Regions from separate parts of the Mus musculus genome. Here all the other regions are linked to region 2. The links are chromatin contacts, called in public promoter capture Hi-C maps. All regions are on one chromosome and are shown on one strand. Each heading gives the region's core, a stretch centred on a gene start, on an enhancer-like site or on the middle of the called end of the contact. The rest is flanking DNA. Distances are from core to core; before and after follow the strand shown.

The links. Promoter capture Hi-C pulls out the DNA fragments that hold promoters and counts their contacts.
Region 1: a promoter capture Hi-C map of pre-B cells shows a contact between it and region 2, with 3 times the contacts expected there. The contact joins the promoter of Hmgn5 here to the promoter of P2ry10b in region 2. A contact is called at or near these places in 2 of 39 promoter capture datasets (cranial neural crest and pre-B cells).
Region 3: a contact with region 2 is called in a promoter capture Hi-C map of pre-B cells, with 7 times the contacts expected there. The contact joins the promoter of Brwd3 here to the promoter of P2ry10b in region 2. A contact is called at or near these places in 1 of 39 promoter capture datasets (pre-B cells) and 1 of 9 other capture datasets (liver).

The regions. Positions count from the first base shown.
Region 1 is chrX:109,011,454-109,015,607 of GRCm38.p6, reverse strand. Hmgn5 (high-mobility group nucleosome binding domain 5) reads left to right here and starts at 2,228. Exons shown (of 6, transcript NM_016710.2): 1 at 2,228-2,356. The coding sequence starts at 2,342.
Region 2 is chrX:107,146,351-107,150,557 of GRCm38.p6, reverse strand. P2ry10b (purinergic receptor P2Y, G-protein coupled 10B) reads right to left here and starts at 1,631. Exons shown (of 2, transcript NM_001122596.1): 1 at 1,411-1,631.
Region 3 is chrX:108,831,683-108,836,062 of GRCm38.p6, reverse strand. Brwd3 (bromodomain and WD repeat domain containing 3) reads left to right here and starts at 1,717. Exons shown (of 41, transcript NM_001081477.2): 1 at 1,717-1,964; 2 at 2,097-2,155; 3 at 2,357-2,386; 4 at 2,790-2,849. The coding sequence starts at 1,934. 2810403D21Rik (RIKEN cDNA 2810403D21 gene) reads right to left here and starts at 1,585. Exons shown (of 5, transcript NR_015493.2): 1 at 1,378-1,585.

The DNA.
Region 1 (4,154 bases), core at 979-3,478, 1.9 Mb before region 2:
TTTTGAAAAGGAGCCTTCCCACCCCACCCCCACGGCATTATTAACTATAAACTTCACAATTCATATAATATATGCAACTTTGATTTGTAAATACATATGCATCTGTTTTCTCAATCCTACAGAGCTACAAAAATCCTTAAGGGCAGAAACTGTGTACTGCCACTTTGCATGCCACAGGGGGTTGCATTTATATAAGCGAGTTACAAAAACAAAAATCTAACCCACAAAATAATGATAAATAAGAATACTTGGAATGGATGCATTCCATCACTAACACATTTTCATTCTCTTCATTTTTCCCTTATCCTTATGAGACAATTCTTATATTGAAACCAATTTTCTCTCAGAAAATCAAATTACTGAAATATACCTAGGTTCTTTCAACTATGCTTTCACTTAAAGGTAACTAAAAGGCCATCTGGAGCCTGGTCAGATGACACATAACTGCAGGCCAAGGAAGCAAATGTAAATGCGCCTTTCAGTTGTCTTCTTGCATGAGAATGCAGTGTGAAGTCACTTGAGTAGGTTCAGTAGGTCTTAGGGTAAGTGGTTTGTTTAACTCCCCAGGCTAAACGCTAGGGAAGATGGGACAAAACTCGAAAGGATAGGCTCTGTCAGGGTGCGTTTTAGATTGGACAGATGGTTTGGTAATCTGTAAATCAATTTGGTTTGTTGTTTGTTTGTTTGTTTGTTTGTTTGTGGCAGGATGTCTATTTAGCCTAGAATGACTTGAATCTCAGCATCTCACTGCTACCTTGCCACCACCAATCCGGGCTAGTATTCTTTGAAACGGATGGTCTGCTTTTTCTTTAAGCTACAGGAACAGAAAAAGAGTTGGGGGAGGGGACACAATGAAGCAGAGTCTCACTAGGTAACTCTGGCTTGCTTGTTGTATGTAGACCAGGCTAGTCTTGATCTCACAGTGATCTGCCTGATTCTGCCTCCCAAGTGCTGGGATTAAAGCCATACACCACTAGGCTGGGGCCTAAATTTTTAAGTAACTGTTTAAAAGGTTAATTTCCTTTTCTGATTAGACTTTCAGCTTAGGGAATGGAGACTGTTGTTGAAGCACTTTTAAATACAATTAGCTCTTTCAACAACTGAAGCAAAGCACATCTCAAAAAAGGCTGCAGGGACCCGGCTTGCCTAGTTCCAGTAACAATTAGCAGCCCTCAGCACTCTGTTTTAACCGGATTTTTTTCTAAGCATATTATTCTTTTCTTTTCACCAAACGTTTAGGTCTCAGACTCTGACACTAGAGGGCAAATGGAAGATTCTCAGAACAGAAAGCTGCTACTTAAACACCTTCTGAGACTAGAATAGGTTCAGGGGGCACTTCTGTGGGCCAAAAAATTAAAAAAAAAATAATAAATAAGGAGACACCTCAAGTTTCAGTAATAAAGATAACGAATGGTTTGGTTTGGTTTTCTATGTAGCCCTAAATATCATCTTTGAATTACAAATCCATTAAAGTCACTGTTTTTCCTCTGGGTGACCTCTGTTATTACTGACTTCCCGCGTGGCCCCTTTTAATTCTTGCTAGATTCTCTCCAGGCGGAGTACTAGCTCTTTTAGAAGGTAGGCGGCCTGCAGTGGAGTCCTGCTCTTCCAGGTCCCGGATTTATTGCTACTCTCCACCTGAGGGAGGCGCGCAGTTCTGGCACCCTTCTAAAGCCAGGACCACAGTTCAGCATTGGCGGGAAGTTCTCACGACCAGAAACGTTCCCTACTCTTTTTCTGGTCTCTAAACGGGTGAGCCTGTCACTCCAACCTCGCCCTTTTGCTAACTGGGAAAGACTGGAGCTTCTGGCTCAATCCAGTCTCAAAAGGGCCCGCCACCCCGCGCGAAGAAGGAAGGGGGGTGGAGATCGTGGGGGGAAAAAAACCAACTGTTTGAGCTTTCGCTTGTCGTTCTAACTTAAAAAAAAAGGTGAAAAGGCAAGAAAACTGGATTTCCTGCTGGTCACGTTGGAGCACTAGGCGTCTGCTAAGTGCGTGGACTCCGGCACCCTAGAGGCAGTCAAAGCCGGCAGCATACGAGGGCTTCGGGCAAGTTCGCGGGCCACGCCTTCCGAACCGGCCACCTCCCCTCATTGGCCTGACAGCCTGTCACTCCAACCTGGCTCCCACTTCGGGTAACCATTCACGTAGTTTGGTTGCGTCTTGGCGTGTTTAATGTTGCCAATAACGAGAGATTTTTTTTAGGGGGAGGGGGGACGCGAGTACATATCGTGCTGCAATTAGTTCATTGAAAACTCAGTCGCTCGCGGAGCGGTCAGGCAGAGACTCCTCTCGGCTTTTTTCCCTCCTGCCTAAGGATCTCCAACGGAGAGCTGCAACAATGCCCAAAAGAAAGGTAAGTGAAATGGGAAGATAGACGGGATATTAGCTGCCGAAATACATATTTCCTACCGCAGAGATTTGTATCTTTTTGAAAGATCATTTTGGCTTCTAGTTTGATTTTATGATGTCCTGAATGGAAGGCGAGGGAAAGGTAGCGATCCGTCTGTGTTTGGTTTCAGAAGGTCTCGTATGCAACTGGTAGTTCACTTTTGGCTTGTTTTGTTTAAGGGAGAGAATCGTTTGAGAGGTGTCTCCATGCTGAATTACAAACAGCCATAGCGCTGTGCTGTCGCTTCCTACCCCACCCCCCTTCCTCCGCTTACCCTATTGGAGAACTCTTCTCCCAACCACACTTCCAGCGCCAGCTTCCTCCTCTACCTCCCGTTTTTCTCAGAGAACCATCCCGTTTGGGGGAACGAAAGCCCTGGCTTTCTCTTGTTTTTTGCCTTTGTTCTTTCCGTTTTCTTTTTTTCCTTTTTCCCCCCTCTTCCCTCCTCCACTTCTTGTCATGCCAGATGGCTATGCAATGGTAATCCTGTGCCATTAGGCGGCGCAGACTTCAAACTGTCCTAGAGAAGGGAGAGATTCACCGCTGTAATTAGAAACTTTAGATCTGAGAGATTTGGCACTCTCGGAACTCTCTAGTTAAAGGTGGAAAGGTGATTAGAGAGCCGCGTCCGAGAAACTACTAACAGCGTTGGATGGTGGGGTGGCGTGAGATTAGTTCACTTTAGACATGGGGAGTTGATCCGAGCTACCAAGGGCTACAGGTCTTCTGTAACCCTTCACTTCAAAATTCCTGTCTCCGCGCACATATAAGTTGAAGCTCGGTGTTTGTGTGTTCCTCCACCACCCCTCCCCCTCCCCCGAGTATCTTACAACTAAAATGGAATGCTATTTCATTGCTTGGTGAAATCATAAAATGAAATACTGTGTTAATGTAAAAGCCTTATGATTGTTTATATATTCTTGTGAATCCGTCCGCCTTCCGTATTCCTAGAACATAGAAATGAGGCTGAAATTCCTCAGTGCTCTGGGGCTGTATCATTGAAATAATAGCCTGGTAATTCCCAGGGTAAAGGGCTACTCAGATACCGAAAGCAATTGTTTCTAATCACCACCCCCCTTCCCGAGACTCCTGCCGCCAGGCTCTTTTCGTCTTGTGCAATGGATCTTGCTATTTTGCAGAGCTGACAGCAACCTTGTAGCAGGTAGTGGCGGGAAGTTTTAAAATCCGCCTCCTGCTTCTCTGAACAAAACGTTAACGTTAGAACAAAGACCTCCTTCCTTGAAAGTATGGTGGGACTGTTGTTTTGTATGCAGAACTTGAGGAGGAAAATAGTCCATAATCAGTAGAGCTGGTCAGATAGATACAATTGCATAGCAAACATAAGGCAAGAAAGGGAAACTGCAAGAAGCTCCGCCTTCCTTCGTCCCGCCCAACCCTTGTTTTGGCTTTAACATTAGAGCAGGTGGATTTCAAAATGAAAATGGTGTGTTCTTAAGAGGCCTTATTTATTCAAAAAGGTTACACTGACTCTTTGTAAACAGGTCTTAAGCATGACCTTGCATCTTGGTCCACGTTTCATATTACTAAAACAGTAGGTGTTGAAGAGGGGCTAGAAGCAGCACGTGGTTGCTGGACCAGGAGCCCAGGGAAAAAGTCACAAGTGTCTAAAGTTGGCGACATTTTCTGCTCTACATGTTTATATTGATGATCCTCTTTCTTTCTTTCTTTCTTTCTTTCTTTCTTTCTTTCTTTCTTTCTTTCTTTCTTTCTTTCTTTCTTTCTTTTTTTTTTTTTTCTCCCC
Region 2 (4,207 bases), core at 382-2,881:
AATAGGTTTTATTTATATTTTCCTAATAAATACATTAAACATATTTTACTAAGGCTTACAATCTCACATAAAATCATGTAATTTTACACACGTGGATAATTTTACATATAGAAGGATCAAATTCCACATGTGAAATTAGCAGACTTTAAAAAGAACACGTTTTTTTAAAACCACAGAAGGAATTCCTTCTAAAAAAGACAGCAAAATGTTTGGAACGCCTTCTGAAAATGCTTCCCATGTTCTCAAATTAAAAATACATCCAAAGAAATGTTCATCGTAAGCTGAGAATCAGCCCCATTGAGACTCGACAGCTGTGCTAAGTTCTAGGGCTTGATGAAAATCCTTTTGTGCTATTTGAAGCCATCACATCCCACCGGAAAATGCATGCATGGAAAATGTCCCAATCTGAGAAAACATGTCAAGTCTCATCTTATGAAAAGATTAAGGCACTTAGATGCATTTACTACTTGAATGCTGCTTTAATTTGGTTGACACAAACCATGGGTTTAAAATTGTAAGTTTATTTTCTCCCGTTGGCTCACACTAACAAAAATGCATTTAATGAACCACAATCTCAATTTTAACACAGAATTGTTAGAAGCAATGTTTACTACAAGTCTGAACCCCTGGTTTTTGTCAGTGGCATGCTAAATTGTAGAGAAAGGAGCTTTCTATCTAGACAGCCACATTTCCTCTCAGAAAGCATGCAGCAGTTTCAGCGAACATTTTAACCACTTAAACTTATAAATAGATATTACCTCACTGAAGTCTCCATTCTTCATAACAATATATCCCCCCAAAGGTAAGATATTAGCAGACTCAGAATTAAGTTTTCAGTGGAAGCAGCAGAAAATCACACTGTCGTTTTCAATTCACAGAGGCTTTTTAGTTCTATTTTTGAATGTATGAAGAGAAAGCCAAGAACCTTACCCTTTCTACCCAGATATCCTGTAGTGAACTGCAGGCTTTTACAGCTAGAAGAGGAAGTAACGTAGTTTATTCAGCAAAACAGGAAAAAAAAACAAAATCGTTTACCTCTAATGGGAGGTAGAACTGTCTGTCAGCATCACTCAGTTGTTTGGGAAAGCCTTTGCCTCAGAGGATATTGTGGGCAAAGTAAATTCAAATTTTGGCTTTGATAAATTCAGAGTTTCCATGATTTGTACACTTCTTCAATCAGGAACAGAGTATCTGACTTTAATTTGCCACGTATTACAGTCGTTGTCTCAGTCTATTCTGAACATTTAAATTGTGGGCTATGCAAAAAGCCAGTTTAACTGTTAGAATTTTATTTACCATTGAAAAATCAATTCTTATGTTTATAAAATCCTAATTGCGTTTTTACAGAAAGCAGTAAGTATCAATTTTATATTGATTCCCCATTTTTTCCCATCATATTTAATTCCTTACCATGGCTTCTTTCTGCTGCAATCTTCCGGCATCTACTTCTTAGAGAAATCCATTCCCAGGACTCAGAAGGCTACTATCTAGCTAACTACACCACAGTTTCCTAAACTTATAAAAGATACTGTGCTTCTAGATATCATTACATCCCATGACTACAATGGCTAATGTTTCCATCTAAAGACATAAACGGTCATGTGCCTTTGCTATGGTACTTCGAAAGAGAATGTGTCAAGAATGCACTGAGCTTCCTGCTATGCACACGCCCAACTTATTCTATCATCATCTTTCTTCTTCCTTTTTTCCCCCCCTTTCTATGAGCATGCAGGCATATGTCTGAGTCACATATGATTTTCAGGCTGGCTATATGAGGTCAATATTTCCAAATTAGCTACATTTTGCCATATTGTCTGTTTTAGGAATTAAGCAATGGTAATAATAAAAACTTCTTTGGGAGTTAGGACAAATCTTATTGGTCACCCAAATGGAAGAATTTGAAATCACCAAAAAGGTGGTGATTAGTAAGGTCACATAAAAGAGATGACCTAATGTGTGATTTGTGGTCTTCTTTGAGGTTAAGAATTGTGTCTTCATATACTTAAACAATAGTAACACATTAAGTTCTTAAAATTATATTGTAAAGATATTATTAGGGTAGCTTTAAGCATATCTGGAGAAGAAGTGAAATGCCTGAAAAGCATTACAGTTTCTCAGAATGGATTGGTAAGGATCTCAAATACAACCTTTTAGGATTTTGTAATCTTATAGCCCCACTAAAATGGTTAGGTAGTAGTCACTTGCAGACTTTCATTTAAAAACATGAAGTAAAACAAAAGCAAAGCTTTGGAACTGAAAGTTCCTCCTTAGTGACCTTTGTTTTACTCTTTTAAAGTTTCAGTAACTAAGACACTATGAGGATCCCTGGAAATGTATTTTATTCTGTACCTTTCCCTTTTCATATAGCAGTTTCTATTTTCTTATATTATATCAGGAAAAGCAAATGAGGATGATGTTGCTATGAGGCATGAAGCCTCAAAAGGAAAAAAGAAGTAATTACCCTAAAAAGTAAAGCAAGCAAAGCCAGAATTAGTACCTGGATATCTTAGATTCTTTCCTATTGCTGTGATAAAATACCCACAAAAGCAACTTATGGGAGAAAGTTTTTGATCGGTTTTGTTTTGTCCTCACTCATAGTTTAATGTGCAATGCTCTAAGGCAAGGGAACCAAAGGGGCATAAGTTAGAAGTGACTGGTTATATTATATCCAAAATCAGCAATGGATGTGTGCCTTCCTCTGCACCTTTTCACCGTAATAAGCAAATTAGACTATTATCCTTTCATTCAAATGCACTCAGGGACTCAGAAGATAGGTAGCATGAGGCTAGATTTCTGACCAAATTACCACTCAAATTACCAGTACTTGAGAGATAAGAGTCCTTGTTCCCTGCCCCCCTTGAAACCTGATGAACCAGGCGACTGCTGGCTACATCTCTTAACAGGTTTTTTTTTTTTTCTTTCAAACTCCAATTGGAGGGACTCATTAGAGATTCTACCTCATACCAGTTAGAATAGCTAAGATTAAAACTCAGATGACAGCAGATGCTGGCGAGGATGTGGAGAAAGAGGAACACTCCTCCATTGTTGGTGGGATTGCAAGCTGGTATAACCACTCTGGAAATCACTCTGGCAGTTCCTCAGAAAATTGGACATAGTACTACCTGAAGACCCAGCTATACCACTCCTAGGCATATACCCAGAAGATGCTCCAATATGTAATAAGGACACGTGCTCCACTACATTCATAGCAGCCTTATTTATAATTTCCAGAACTAGAAAGGACCAACATGTCCCTCAACAGAGGAATGGATACAAAAAAAATGTGGTACATTTACACAATGGAGTACTACTCAACTATTAAAAACAATGAGTTCATGAAATTTTCAGGCAAATGGATGGAACTTGAAAATGCCATCCTGAGGGAAGTAACCCAGTCACAAAAGAACACACATGGTATGGTTTCACTGATAAGTTGATATTAGCCCCAAAGCTCAGAATACCCAAGATACAATTCACAGACCACATGAAGCTCAAGAAGAAGGAAGACCAAAGTTTAGGTGCTTCAGTCCTCCTTAGAAAGGGGAACAAAATGCCCATGGGAAGAGTTACAGACACAAAGTGTGGAGCAGAGACTGAAGGAATGACCATCCAGAGACTGTCCCATCTGGGATTCCATCCCATATACAGTCACCAAACCCAGACATTATTGTGGATGCCAAGAAGTGCTTGCTGACAGGAGCCTGATATAGCTGTCTCCTGAGAGGTTCTGCCAAATACAATGGTTGGCTAAGAGCCTGACAAATACAGAGGTGGATGCTCTCAGGCAACCATTGGAGCAAGAGATCACCAATGGAGGTTGGATAGAAGCAGGGGGAGGGAAAGGGTTAAGGGTTTTCTGGAGGGGGACCATGAAAGGGGATAACATTTGAAATGGAAATAAAGAAGATGTCCAATAAAAAATTAAAAAGGAAAAACTATATCTAAGACATTCAAGTGTCAAAAATTACAAATTCTTCCATGTCCCAGCAACAAACAAATTCCACAGACCCAAGAAGTATTACAAGGTCGTTTTTGTGGTCCACAAGCTTTACTGTTCAGTAGGGCTACTGATTGCTTTTCTCCTAAAGCAGTTTGAGTAGGACCTTTCAATATTGTGTGAAAAGGTAAGTGAAGAAGAGGCTCCCAGGTCAGTTCTAACACAAGAATTTCTAAACTTTGTATCCAAAGTTTGAGGTGTCTTGAGCAA
Region 3 (4,380 bases), core at 468-2,967, 1.7 Mb before region 2:
TGGCTGTCCTGGAACTCACTCTGTAGACCAGGCTGGCCTTGAACTCAGAAATCTGCCTGCCTCTGCCTCCCTAGTGCTGGGATTAAAGGCGTGTGCCACCACACCTGGCTAGTAGTAATTTTTAATATTAGTATGGTAGAGAAAAATATAAACTGTCTCCTAGGTCACTGTTAAGGATTAAATGAGTTACAGCAGGCAAAATATGTAGTAATGACTTGGTAAAGGTTAGCTGTTAATTATATTATCTTGAACTATAAAAATTACTATTTCAGTAAGCACCTCACAATTTTGTCCTGAGGTTTTATATTTCTTTTATCTACTTCTTTCAGATACTGATTATACCAAAGATAACCATAGCATTTTACTCTTATGTTGTTATTAATTACTCAATAAAAGAAATTGGCAGAATGAATTGCTAAGGATATGTTAAGTTTATGAATTGAATTAAATTTAATTCTATGCCCAATGTGGTTTAATCACCGAGCTCCCTGAGTCTGAAAACCAAACTCCCACTATAGCCATACATTAATGTGAACCTTCAAATTTGAGTATTTCAAAGCAAATAATGTACACAATTCAAATAGTACTTGTTTTCCCATCATGTTTTGTTTCTATGAATTCTGTTCAAAGTAACATCCTGAGAACGGGATGCTAAGAGAAATTGGGGAAGTGAACCAGTTTCCTCAAACTGTCAATTATTATACAAATCCTTTGATCAAATCAGCGCTGTGCTAAGAGTTAAAGTTATACATGAAAACAATTGTAGTCTCAAGGTAGTGGAAAAAAGACTTTTTGTCAACCGGAGTGGCGACACATGCCTGCCACATGAGCACTAGGGAAGCTGAGGCAGGAAGATTGACATGGAATTCCAGGGGAGCCTTGGATAGATACATAGTGACAGCAAGTCAGAGAATATCACTTCAAAGACAAACCAAACCAAACTATCATTTCTATCCAAATTTCAATGAATAGTTAAGAACTTTAAAAACGTTTTGGCAGAATTTCAAAACAGCGTTCCAACTTATCCTACAGGAATTGAGAAGAAAGAGCTTGTTGACCTTTTCAGAAGGGGGAAACGGCCTCCTCCTTAAAGTGTAAACTTCGCGCGCAATGTTTATCAGAATCAAGGGGAGACTTGATACTACTACAAGAAGTTTTCTAGAAGAATATTATTCCCTTGCTCATCAGGTAGGCGCAGCACTTTCTTTTGGCATGCTGTTCCTTGTTTGAAAACAAAACCTTGCAGTAGCTAGCGACTTTTTCTTGGGGTAGAGAAAGAACAAACAAACCAAATCCGTTCGGTGACCCAAGGTAAGCTAGATCATGTCAGTCCCTCGCCAGTTTCTCTTGATCATGTCTGGAGAGAGGTTCCCTCACCGGAAAGGGTCCGATTGCCCTTACAGGAAGGGTAAGCAACTCCGGAGCTCTAGGACGCCAACGCCACCACAGAGTTTGACGAAGATTGCCAGAGCGTCTGCCTGCATTTAGAACCTCTTCCTTGTTCTCTGGGCAGTAACTAGGCAACCCCAGGCCGGCTTAGCTGCTGGAACTAGGCGGCCGCCTTAGTGCCTCTGGCGGCCAGCCTGGAGCTTTGCAAGCGGCTCCCTTCCCTTTTCCCCCCTCCTTCTTTCTATGGCTCCACCCCTTTCCCCCCGCCCACCCCTCTCCCCCCGCCCACCCCTCGGCGACTTCAGCTCCTCCCTCTCCTTCTCTCTTGCTCTCCTTCCTCCTCCGCCTCCTCAGCTCTTGGGCTAGAATATCTATGGGTCGAAACGTGATGCGATGAATCCGAGAGAGACCGAAACTGGGACGAAGAGTGCGGCGGAAGCGGCGGGACTCCCAAGCATGGGGGCTTCACCACAATAGAGGCAGCGCCCCCACCCGCCCCCGCCAGCCCTCCTGAGCGAAGCCCCCAAACCCCCTCGGGAAAAGGATGGCGGCGGCACCTACCCAGATCGAAGCCGGTGGGTAGCTGAGCCGGGGGCAAAAGGGATGGGGGCTTTGCGCGACTGCTGTCAGATTTTTTTTAAAAAGCTTGTATCTCTTTTCCTTGCCTCTCTCTCAACGTCTCCCCCCACCCCCAACCCCTTCTTTAGAGCTGTATTACCTGATCGCAAGGTTCTTGCAGTCCGGACCCTGTAACAAATCCGCTCAGGTGAGAGGGAAAGGATATCTGGGAGTGTTGGGGAATGGTCCCATTGGGGAAATTGAGGCACTGGGTGAGCAGTGCAGTTGGAGGGTGAGGGAAAGGCCGGCCGCGATTACTCCTACAGTCAGCGGCTGTGTTGGAAGTGGGGAGGGAGGAATGGGTTGGCGCCCCAATCTGCTTTCACATCCCTGTGTCCCTCTTCCCCAGGTGCTAGTGCAAGAGCTCGAAGAGCATCAGGTATGGACCCCTTTTGGGAAGAGGTGGGGAGGGCTGGGGAGAACCTGGAGGAAGGGTAAGGTAGGTCAGGGGCCGAGGGCAGGGGCCCGGAGGGAGCCTTCGAGCTGGACACTTGGGGCTGTTGTCACTTGGGGTAAATCGGGTTCTTTGCTTAGAAGGGGCGGACAACGCAGGGGTCTAAACTCGCTGCCTTTTATTCCTGCGGGAGGTGTTTTTTCAGGATTTCCTTCCCTTTGGCCTGCCCCCCCCCACCCCCAACCCCCGGCACAGCGGCAGTAGCTGTCGGGACTGGAGAAATGAAAATGTTAAAGGGTCTAGGATTAGGCTCCAGGCTGGGTGCTGCTGCTGGGGAGCAGAGGCTTTTCCTTCACCCCCCCCCCTTTTCTTTTCCTCCGGCCCCCAGCTGATTCCGCGCCGCTTAGACTGGGAAGGGAAAGAGCACCGAAGAAGCTTCGAGGATCTGGTTAGTAAACTTTTCGTTTCAACTTAGCCCAACTCTTTTTCCACTCCCTCCCCACCTTGTGCCCCCAACCGCCCCTGGCCCTTCAGCCCTTAGAGCTCCCCGAGCCTGCTGTTCGGTGTTCGAAGGACTGCCCCTTCCCCCTCCCAGCGTGTCGGAAAGGGTACCTTGCCCTGCTCTAGCCTTGCTTATTTTCACCCCAAAACTTTGAAGAATGTGAGTTGGTTTTCAGAGGTGCTGTGTTGTGCTTTAGGACTGTGTTACAAACAGCGGAGAAGGCCCATTGTAGGGGGATAAGGGACAGAAACCAGGGGGTTATCTTGGGGCACGTACCAAGGACTGACGCTGGCCAATGACAGCGTTGGTAACAGCCCGGAGTTCCGGATTAGTGGAAGAAAACTGGTTTCTGGTTGGTCCTGGCTTGAAATACGGGAACTGAGGCCAGGCTTGGGTGTTTTTTTTTTTTTCTAGCTCTCTCTCTCTCTCTCTCTCTCTCTCTCTCTCTCTCTCTCTCTCTTTCTCCTTTTTCTTTCTTTCTTTTTTTTTCTTTTTAGAGTGGAGGGGAGAAGGAATTCAGAAGGGGAACTGACTCATAAGTGAGAAAAACTACATAAATAAAAATACTGAGGACTACTGAGTGAATTCCAAGATTGTTCATCTTTAGATAATGGGTTACTGAATAAAAACATTGTTATATATTTCTAATCTTAAAAAATAGCTAATTAATTCATCAGTAAACTGCATTTGTGCAAATATGTTTTCACTAAAGAAGAAATATGTATTATGACCTTTTTGGGAATAGGTGAACAGGATTTTGGGATTAGGAGACAATGGACATTTTTAAAAAAGAGAATATACTTTAGTTAAGTCTTGAATTGACTCTTGTTTTTTCCATAAATATAATTTGCAATGTAAGTGCACTTTCTGCTCTGCACTGAGACAAAAAGATGATCTTTTATATGTGGGGAAAGAGATTCTACTCTTAGCTACAGAGTTGTATGATGAAAGGAGTGATAATAAAACCTAAATTGAACTCTCTTTCCTCCAAATAAGATCCAAATGAGGAAAAGCATACAAAGTGGACACAAAGTTGGAAGAGTAGTAGACTAAGGCAGACTAAATAAAAAGAAAATAATTGAAAGTTTGCTTGTCAGTAGAAAACAGTTAAATTGCTGTGATGTTAATTTTGAAAACTTTGAGTATTATAAGAGTGAAGCCACATTATTACAGAAGCTACTGAGTTTTCCCTAATATCTTGCAAATCCAAAAATGGTTTAATTGTAATAAGAGTGAATGCCACCACCAGTATTATTAATGGTAATAATTTCTCAGATGGGTACAAATTATTTTTGAATACCTGTTACTACTTTTAATTTTCAGCCTGAAGTTTTGTTTTTCTTCTTTCTGTTGTTGTTAGACATAAATCCTACTTGTATCACAGAAGGTAAATTCGAAGTATTCACTAATACATGTTTTAGTATCAAACTACTGATAGCTGTTTGAACATAGTTTTAATATCTGGGTGTATGAGAAA